Regions from separate parts of the Mus musculus genome. Here region 2 is linked to region 1. The links are chromatin contacts, called in public Hi-C maps. All regions are on one chromosome and are shown on one strand. Each heading gives the region's core, a stretch centred on a gene start, on an enhancer-like site or on the middle of the called end of the contact. The rest is flanking DNA. Distances are from core to core; before and after follow the strand shown.

Region 1 (5,300 bases), core at 689-3,188:
TTGCTCTCTCAGTACAGTCCTTATGAATCTTTTAAACAGCTCTTCCTCTAGTAGCACATTGTGTGTCCAACCATAAATGCCAAAGGCTGCTTCTTATCTACCCCTGATACAACTACAGGACGGTAGCAGAGAAGGAGAACCCATTCTGTGGTCTCAGGCAGAGGTCCCACTGTGGAGGACAGGCAGAACCTCATGGCAGGAAGTCCTTCCACAAGGCTATTGGTCATTTCCATTTATCTCCTGAGGGGTTAAGGAAGCTGATTGAGAGAGACGTTCCCATAGCAACCGTGCCGGCCTTCCACTGTGAACATACTGGTTCCATTCCTGATGCAGATTACATCAAACTTTGCCACTTCATGGCTTCATTTTAGCTGAGGCAGATGGTTGTTTGAGAATGTGATCACCGCCACCTTGTGGCACAGAGGAAAACAAAAGACAAAAAGAAAAAAAAATCCCCCCTCTGTAAAGGGCGAATTGTGCTCAGTTTAGGGTCAGTCTTACAAACTTTGACCACTTTTTCTTCTCTGTGGAAGAGCCTTCGTGCTGATCTGTGAACTGGGGCTGTAACACACACAGCAAAAACTCTCCTCCCGGTATCTCAAAATCTCACTGGTAATGCCAGGATTGAGCCGTAATCCCAAATAATTGTATTAACAAGAAAGTCACTTCCCATAATCTCTCCAAAAAATAATGTTATCCACATACGTTTTGTAAAGAGGTCTGAGTATTCTGGTTTAGCCATGTTTGGATTCTGTTCTTAGCCTAGAACAAGTTAGCCTGACCTAAGAGTATTTAAAATCTCCTGCCCTCCTATGCCACATGGCTTGCTTTCAGGGCTTTGCATACCCTGTCTCCTGTATCCACTGTATTTTCTGCTGCAAAGACATCCCTGTGCTTCTTTAAATGGGTCTAAGAAAAATGATTTTCAGTAACTGTAATTGTTTTTTCTCATGGTGAGCTATCTCACTGTGGGAAATTTAACTCTGATAAATACATACCTTCAAACATAAAGAATTAGTTATAATTGTGCTCTGTGTGTGTGTGTATTTGTATATATTGGTGTGTGTGTGTGTGTATATTTGTATATGTATGTGTCTGTGTGTATGTGTCTGTGTATGTGTGTATATGTGTGTGTATGTGGCTGTATATGCGTGTCTGTGTATGTATGTGTGTATGTGTGTGTATATGTGTGTGTATAGGTGTGTGTGTATGTGTATATGTGTGTGTATATGTGTGTATAAGTGTGTGTGCATGTGTGTGTGTGTATGTATGTGTGTGTGTGTGTCTATGTGTGCTCACATTATATGGCTCTACAGTGTCTTGTCTCTGTGGTTACTAACACCCTATGATATGAATAGCAATCATAAACCACAAAAAAAAAAAAAAACATACCCAGGAGCTGAACTCTTCCTAACTCTAACATTAACTCTAGCCATGGGTGTGATACTTATTTGGCCTCAGAGGCTCTGGAGTTAAAAGTTCAAGACAGGAGGAGAGGAGGACATGAGCCTTTGACAGAAATGCTGGGAATCTGAAATAAAAATACATGAATATTTGAGAAAGAAACAAAATGTGCACCCAGGACCAACTCTAAGGTGAAGGCACCTTTTCCCCAGAGGCAGCAGAGAGCTCTGGTGTGAGTCTAGTCTTCACTTTTCAGAATATCCTCAAAGTTAGATGGGGACAGACAGACAGACAGATAGACAGACACACACACACACACACACACACACAGAGAGAGAGAGAGAGAGAGAGAGAGAGAGAGAGAGAGAGAGAGAGAGAAAGAGATCCCCAGGAAATAGAAGTAACTCAAAGCACATAATGTCAAGGACAGTCACAGATTGAATAATAGCATGTGTCCTTGTTACTAGAAACCCTTGCTGTCCCCAAGGTTTCAAGAAGAGACTAAGAGAACACAGATGTGATGGGGGAGGGGAAGCTCTGTTCAGCCACAAATGTTTATCTGGAATGCTGTGGTTGCTGTTGTCAATAACTGTCAACTCCTCCAGGCTACAAGGGAAGGTGGCTTGTACTTCCTGCCTGCTGGGTCATTGGGTGAGACCCAGTGACCAGTTCTGGTGAATGGGAGGAGACAGAAGTGACTTTTGCCACTTCTGGGACAGATTTGATTAGTGACAAGGGTTAGAGTTCTCTCTACTCCATGTACCACCATGGCCTGCAAGTCGAGACAGTAGCCAGTCAGGGCTCTCAAAGAAAGTGCTCTGAATACAGCTCAATGAGAGCAGATCTTGGCCTATCTGTGTGGGGTGTGGACTAGAAGTGAGGAACCAACAAACCCACTGTAGTTTAGGCCAGAAACATCTGGGTGATACGCGTTATTGAGGCATGGCAGAGCCCATCCCAACAAAAGCGCATCACCTTGAAGGGAAAGTTTGGTTGCCTTTTTGAAGTTTGCAGAGGTAATAGTGGTCTGGTGCTTCAAGAAGGTGCTGGAGTGGGTTGTTTTTGGTTTTGTTTTGTTTTGTTTTGTTTTGTTGTCTCTGAGAAGCTCTCCACCATCTTCTGGAAGATCAATGCTGCCTGTAGCAACTCTTACTTTATTTTAGGAAAAACACCAAAATACACCCTGCCTTGTATGAAAATAAATCAAGAAGGCTCTCAGCAGTTCTCAGTGGGGAGGAGGGAACTTCTAATTAAATCCATCTCTTGGGGACAAAGTAGAGCCTTGGTCTGGAAATGAAGATTGCTCCACAGAGCTGAATCAGAGCGGTGATTCACGGGCCTCCTGCTTTTCTGAGGGAGGGAAACCTACTCCTTCCTTTCCCGTGTCAATCAGTTATTCCTTGGTGGGGGGTGGGGGTGGGGAGGAGCTGACTATGGCTTCCCAAGGGCAGCCGAAAGGACCCTTCAGGAGAGCTGCACTGTTGGGCTTAGGATTGGACCCTAAGTTCACATTCTCTGCTTCCCTTCTGTTCTGATCCCTGGACCTTAATAAGAGGCCATCAAAATCTGTACCCTAGCTCCACGCTGGGACAGGGGAGCAAAGAGAAGCAAACCTCTTGGCTAAGGACCAAGGGTAAAGGGCCCTGCAGAACCTGCCTGCTGTGGTTGGAAGAGCTCTGACGCCATCAGCCAGAGCAAGGCCCATTCCTAAGGTCACTCTATGGGAGACACATGCACCAAAAAGATGACAAAGATCATGAGAGATTGAGGTATCCAATGTTGACCACTCCCTAACACCGATATAGGAAGGAGGGCCTGAAACAAGGTCTTGCACTGAGCTCCAGGATCTGCTAATCTTTGCTTAGCCAGAGCTTAGATCACATACACTTGCTCAGCGGTTAAGAGAACTTGCTGCTCTTTCAGAGAAGATGGGTTTAGTTCCCAACACCCACTTGGTAAATCACAACCATCTGTAATTTCCGTTCCAAGGGATCCAAGCGCCCTCTTCTGGCCTCTAGGAGCACTACATGCATGTGGTACACAGATCCCTGCAGGCAAAACACCCACTTGTAAACACATGCTACCACACCCAATTTTTCAAGTGGGCACTGGGGATTCAAACTAGGGATCTCAGGCTTACATGGCAGTTGCTTTACCAACTGAGCCATTTCTCCAGCTCCTAAGAAGCCCTTGAGACAACTGAGGTGACACTTGACCTGCCTTTACATTTTATGAAATTCAAGAGGCAAGGCTCCTTGAAGTGGAAACTTACAGTTTCTTTGGAAAGTCAATTGTGTCAGATGGTGTTTTGCTGGGGCAGACACGTGAAGGAGTGTTTTCCTGAAGCAGACACAGGAGAGAGGATGTTCTGCTAAAGCAAGCATGTGAAAAGACACATGATGAAGGATTCTTTGCTAATGACATGCACGTATTGGTCTGTCTTACATTGCATAGTTGAGCTGCATTTGTCAGGACTCCATAGAGAGAAATACACTAAAAAACTTCTGATGGTGTGCCATGGCTTCTGGGTGCTTCCATGAAAACAGACTGATTGCCTCCTGATACTGTCATGGATGGGACTCTATCCTCTAGTTCCATCTGTGCCCAAGTATTCCTGCAGCAACACATTCACAAGGCTTCCAAGTGCATACAAAGGCTCTTCAGAAGTTCTCACTGATCACCTCCTCTGTGTCTAAGTAGATTACCCCCACTTAATTACATTCTCAGTGAGTCTTAGTTGTTTTCAAAAACTAAATCAGTCTTCTAAATATGAAGAACAATCAACAAAGAATATTCAGTAGAAATGCTTAAAATGAGTGTTGAATCTGTTTGAAACAAGGCTATACCAGTGCGGTGGTTTGAATAAGAGTCTCACTTCCTATTCCACCCCCAGGTTCACATAGTTGAATGCTTAGTCATCAGAGAGTATAGCACTGTTCGGGAAGGATCGAGAGGTGTGGCCTTGCTAGAGAAGTTTCTCACTAGGGGAGGGCTTTGAGGTTTCACATGCTCACACCAAGCCCAGTATCTCTCTTCCTGCTGTCTGCAGATTCAAATGTAGAACTCCCTGCCACTTCTCCAGTACCACGTCTACCTGCGTGCTGCCATGCTCCCTGCCATGATGAAAATGGACTAAAGCTCTCTAACTGTAAGCCACCCCCCCCCCCAATTAAATGCTTTCTTTCCTAAGAGTTGCCATAGCCTTGGTGTCTCTTCACAGCAATAGAACTGTGACTAAGACAAGAGCCGTGGAGATGGCACAGGGGATGGGGGAGAACTTGCCCCTAAGCCTCATGACCTGAGTTTGATCCCTCAGACACTTGGTGGAAAGAGAAAACCAACTCCTGGGAGCTGTTCTCTGATGGCTATATATGGGTATATGTGCACACATAAGTGACTGTAAAAGAGAGAGGAAGAGACCAATATTTGGTCCTTTGCTGAGATGGGGTATTACTATGTTGCTCTTACTGGTCTTGAACTTGTAGCTTACAGGTTCCTCCTACCTTAGCCCCCCCTCCCCCCACCTTCTGTATTGTTTTGCTTTTGTAACTCTACAATAGCACAGGTTTAATCCAGGGAAACATTGTGTTTGTTTCTTTGTGTCATTGCTAAGGACCAGACACAAGGTTTGTACAAGGCAGGCAAGTTGCCTACCACTGAGATATACCCCATCCCCTGCCACAGCTTGTAAAATAAAATCTTCCAGAGAAAACACAGCTTTCCCCAGCTTGATTGAGGAATAACTGGGGATAATAATTCTATCACAGCACATGTTGACCATCTGTGCACACGAGCTTACTTACACCCAAGGGTTCTTATGCACGATCCACTCTGCTGGGCTCAGTTACCATGCTGTACATTTAATCTCCAGCCTGACTCATCTTACTATCCAGTCA
Region 2 (4,857 bases), core at 881-3,380, 340 kb before region 1:
TCCAGGAGCAAGACATAGCTGCCATACTCAATGCTACCTCAAAACTAAGCAAGAATTAAAAAGACTTAAGGATGAAAGGGAGAGGGGATTCTTTAAGATAGGAGGCCAAGGCATTCCTGGGGGTGGGGGTGGGGGGAGAGAGAGGGAGAGAGAGAGAGAGAGAGAGAGAGAGAGAGAGAGAGAGAGGAAGGAAGGAAGGAAGGAAGGAAGGAAGGAAGGAAGGAAGGAAGGAAAGAAGAAAGAAGAAAGGGGGAAAAGGTAAAGAGACAAAAAGATAATGTTTCAGATCTTCCTGATAAGCCAAGGCAATGTGCTCTTCCCAGTGTGTAAGGTTTAGCATAGCTGACTATAGAGAGCATTCCAGACAGTCATTAGGTAAGACCTGAAGGCCATGGTAAGTCAGCACAGTCATTGCTTGGCTTGTTACTGCTCTCCTTTTTACGTATAAGTGCACACAGTGTGGTATTGGGAATTAATATTTAACACAGTGAACTGCCAAGTCTGAACCCAAGTGAGGAGTTTCTAGGCAGCGGGAAGAAGTGAAGCTATAGGTGCCGACATTCATCTCACTGAGGCGGGTCTGTGTCTTCAGGCTGGAGTAACTCTCCTGCTACGCTTTAACCTAGCCCCTCAAAGTCAAGTCTGGTCCCTCCCCACAAACCTACCACCTTCCAAAGTACTACTGAACCAGACATCTGAGCCCCAGGAGCTGCATGTACCATGTTCCCGTGCTGGTGAACAGGTCACCTAGACTCTACGAATGCCTTCACCTTCCAACCTTCATGGTTGGCCAGAGAGGGGAGGTCTGAGTGTGGGGGTGGAAGTTGGGTTGAGGCACATTGATCATTACATCTTCCCATTGACCACTGCCTGCGAAACTCTTCCTACTGCAGACGCCTGTTTGGGAATTCTCTGTGCCAAGGAATGATATAGGAGGAATACATTTCAAAAAGCAAACATCAAAGTACCCTCTAGCAAGTTTCTATGGGGACCAAGAATGAGATTTTGCGGACCAGTAAAGCTTCAGAGATAGGAAGCTTGAGTTCATCATTGCACCTTTATGCTGCCCATCAGCTGTTGAGGGATGGCTCTCCTCTGCACTCCTTATCTGTTCATCACATGGCCTGCTAAGGGTTTGGTGGTAAAGGAAAGTCAGCACACTGTCAGTGTGTGGTGGCACGGATGGCCATCTTGACTTCCCCTAAGTTCTTGTCTGGACCAGCACACCTCGACCTATCAGATGGGAACTGAGAAGCAGACTGCTCCAGGCCTCTGTGGTCCAGCCTATGAGAGGAAAGAAGAGATTGAGGATGGCCCTGAACAGCAGGGAGCATCACACACATCCCCCGGAAGTCGCAGCTCAAACTTTGCACCATGCCTGAGAATGAGTTTGCCCACAGCGTCTGGCGAGCAAACAAATACAGAAACTCTTCAAACTTCACTGGAGTGGAGGGGTGGGTGCCGGGATGGTGTTATACACCTTATCAAAAGCTCAAATTGATTCAGATCCAATTAGAACCACTTTTGTCAAAATCCCAAAGATGTCAAAAGACACGGAAGCAACAGAAAGATGGAAACTGTCTCCAGCAGCCAGCACACGGTACCCACGGCTTTCTTTTGTCCACCCCTGCCCCCACCCCCACCCCCTAGCTCTCTCTTGTTTTCATCCACAGCCTCTCCAGAGCAGCCTTGGAAGACCTTGGACGACCACAGGGTAGGATAACATCTCCCTCTGAAATCCAGAGAGCAGCTGGTTTTTTACTCAGCAGCAAACAGGAATGCCATTTCCTTACTTCTCCAGACATGCTTGCACCATAGAAATAGCCGGGTCGAAGGACTGAGTATTTCTATGCACAGGCTCCTTCTTTTTTTTTTCCACAGACTTCTAACTTAATAAGGAACGGCTGGATACTGTAACTTTTTGGCAGAGAGAGGGAAAAAAAAGAGAAAAGGGGAGAGAGCCAGAGGGGAGGGGAAAAGAGAGGGAGGGAGGGAAGGGAAAGGGGGGGGCTCTTTTTCAAGACGGAATTGTTTACGATCTTTGTCTGGCTGGTGCCACCTGACCCCCTGGGAAGGGTAGAGTTTCTCCACATCCATCACGCCTACAGAGGGCTGTGTCAGGAGCCCGGAGGCCCTCCCCCTGCCCATCTATGACTGATGAATCACTGCAGTGCTCTGAGACACCCAGGCTGGACTGGAGAAGGTACATTCCCACCTCGCTCAGGACACTGTTGCTTTTGTGAGCACACTCCTCCCTTGTCTCTGCATCTCCCGCCTCTCATCTCATCTCTGCGGAGACCTACCTATGCAAGGGGTTGCTTTTCCCAAAATGTCGCCGGAAACCATCAGCATTCCAATGTGAGCAAAATGGCTGTGCCTGTAATAAACTGGGGCCTAGCCATTAAGGTATCAGGATCCCAAAGAGCATTTTGCAACACAGAGAGGCTGATGTCAGGCCTGACAAGATAGTTATCTGGTAAGAGCACAGACATTTCTCCAACCTGGCTCTCCACCCAGGAAAACACTGTGAATGGCTTAGGCTTTGGCTTTCTCTGGGAGCTCAGTTTCTAGCATGTTGGCAGAGCTCCAGCCTGATTTATAAACCTTCTGAAGCTCCCCTGCTTATCTGTCAAAGTGAAATTTAGATAAAGTTCCTCTGCAAGTAGAGATCAGGCCCAGCTGAATTGCAGCCATTAAATAGGCCTGGAAACTCCCTGTCAAGCACCGAAGCCAGCTCATCTTAGTATTGCATAGAAGAATCTTGAAGAACTACGGCACCGGGTCACACTATTTCATCTCTAAGAATCCCACCCCCGAAATTAATAAAGGCATTCTTTACTATCACATCTGATAAAGTGTCGAAGATTGCTGAATGGCCCTCAGTTCTTCCCAAGAATTACAACAGTTCTGGAAAGTCCTTTACATACATAAACACACACACACACACACACACACACACACACACACACACACACCATATACCAGAAACTGCAAAGTAGGCTTGAGTCCAAAACTAGAGCATGCAGAGCTGTCCTGAGACAGTGACAGCCAGAGGAAACTGGTCCTATCTAAAGGTCACTCACTGTCCCATACCCCGTACACAAGTACACAAGTCTGACACTTAATGTTTTTAAGAAAAGTCATCGATTCCGATGCTTGGGTGCAAGCTTTGAATGGTAGCCTCCGATTCAGCTTCAAGCCAAACAACATGTATGCAGAAGGATCTATCTATTACATAGTATGGAGGTATGACTCTTAGCAATTCACAGTGTTTCTAAACGATTACAAAAGTGTGACATTCCACAACATGGATAAATGATATGCATGAGATGGTAACATTAATTACCTTAGTTTGATCATTAAACAGTGCATATGTATGTCTAAGTTATCAAACTGCACCCCACAAAATATGCACAGAAAAGTACAGTTGGGCATGCAGATTTAGGCCTGCAGTTCTTAGCTGAGGTGGGAGAATTGTTGAGTTCAACGCCAAACTAAGCTAAGTAGCAAATTCCAGGCCAGCCTAGTCTATAAAGCAACCTTCTGCCAAAAGTATCAGTCAGTCAATTAAGCTAATTGACCATCCATGAACAAAGATATCTGACTTCTGAGTTTAAAGCCACGTGACACTGGTTTTAAATATCTGAAACAGTCTAGGACTTGGGAATTTGTCTCTGTCCTCACAATCCAGGACTTTGGGAGTCAAGAGAAGTCCCAGAATTTTCACAGAGTGTCAATCACCACATCCTGTGTGGAGAATGACGGAAGCAGGCCTTCCTTACATAGGCACTCCATGTCCCTTTTCCCAGCTGAGAGGGTCCAGAAGAAGGTGCCTTGACCACACAAGGAGAACCATGCCCACCTCCAACCTTGTGAGAGGCTCAGATGTACTTGTTGCAAGAGACACGGAGAGCCAAGAGCAGCAACAGGGACCTCTACTCTGATGAGCTCTGACTGATAAGACAATGGGGATACTGAGTGTTTGGAAAGTGTTTAATGAAACTGTACTTTGAGAAGTCGTCACCCCCATCTCTAGACATCACAGGGAAACAGGCTAGGAGAGCTTTGTTCCCATGAGCCTAACCTCTGAGGGTTAGACACGTGTTTGTATTATCTGATGAAAGTTGATAGTTATATGCTCTTGAAATAAAAAGGCTCCCATGGATTAGAAAGTTGAATTCTCTGTAATCAAAGGATCCTAAGGAACAGAGTAGGATGGCAGATTTTGCCTGGTAGAATTATCACACTATCCCTATTTCTGAGCTGTAGGGACCATGGACAAGAAATGGTGGAGACTTTGAGGATTAAGGGTAGCTCTGGAAATTTACCAAAATGGGACCACAACCTTACAAACATGTGAAGTTGAACTTTGCCAGTGTCTTTGTTATTTTTCTATTGCTGTCATAATACACCATGACCAAGGCAACTGATAAAGGAAACGGTTTAATTGGATTTATAGTTCCAGAGGTGAGAGTTCACTGGTGGCAGCTTAAATGAATGGCAGCAGGTGGCTGCAGCAACAGCTGGGATCTCACATCTTCACCCACCAGAAGGCGGAGTTAACTCAAAAAAAACAAAGAGTCTTCTGAAACCTCAAAGCCCACACACTCCCCCAGCAAGGAGTATACTTCTTCCTCCAACAAGGCCATACTTCTAATCCTTCCCAAACAGTTCCACCAACTTGGGGATCAAGTATTAAAACATGTGAGCCTACGGGGATTGTTCTCATTGAAACCACCACAGCCAACAACTCAAATATGGTAGGGAGGGGGCTCTGCTCCTCCAACCTCCTGATTGTAGAGAGATGATAGGACACCATGTTGGGAGCTAATATACTTGCATGCTGTTTCCGCTAAG

What was found. A called contact is a pair of places that touch in the nucleus more often than the background predicts.
Region 2: a contact with region 1 is called in a Hi-C map of cranial neural crest, with 2.0 times the contacts expected there. The contact joins two enhancer-like sites. A contact is called at or near these places in 4 of 39 promoter capture datasets (cranial neural crest, frontonasal cranial neural crest, maxillary cranial neural crest and 1 more), 1 of 15 datasets of contacts at CTCF or cohesin (the NIH/3T3 cell line), 1 of 484 Hi-C or Micro-C datasets (cranial neural crest) and 1 of 115 datasets of contacts at active chromatin or transcription factors (the NIH/3T3 cell line).

What each region holds. Positions count from the first base shown.
Region 1 is chr13:59,884,894-59,890,193 of GRCm38.p6, reverse strand. No RefSeq gene overlaps it. Among named protein-coding and RNA genes, the nearest start is that of Gm19866, 28 kb to the left of the region's middle. Within about 2 kb of position 1,938, at least 73 of the 459 cell types and tissues checked have an H3K27ac peak or open chromatin away from gene starts, as enhancers often do. A contact at or near this core is called in the NIH/3T3 cell line, where this site is marked.
Region 2 is chr13:60,223,639-60,228,495 of GRCm38.p6, reverse strand. No RefSeq gene overlaps it. Among named protein-coding and RNA genes, the nearest start is that of Gm5084, 21 kb to the right of the region's middle. Within about 2 kb of position 2,130, at least 77 of the 459 cell types and tissues checked have an H3K27ac peak or open chromatin away from gene starts, as enhancers often do. A contact at or near this core is called in the NIH/3T3 cell line, where this site is marked.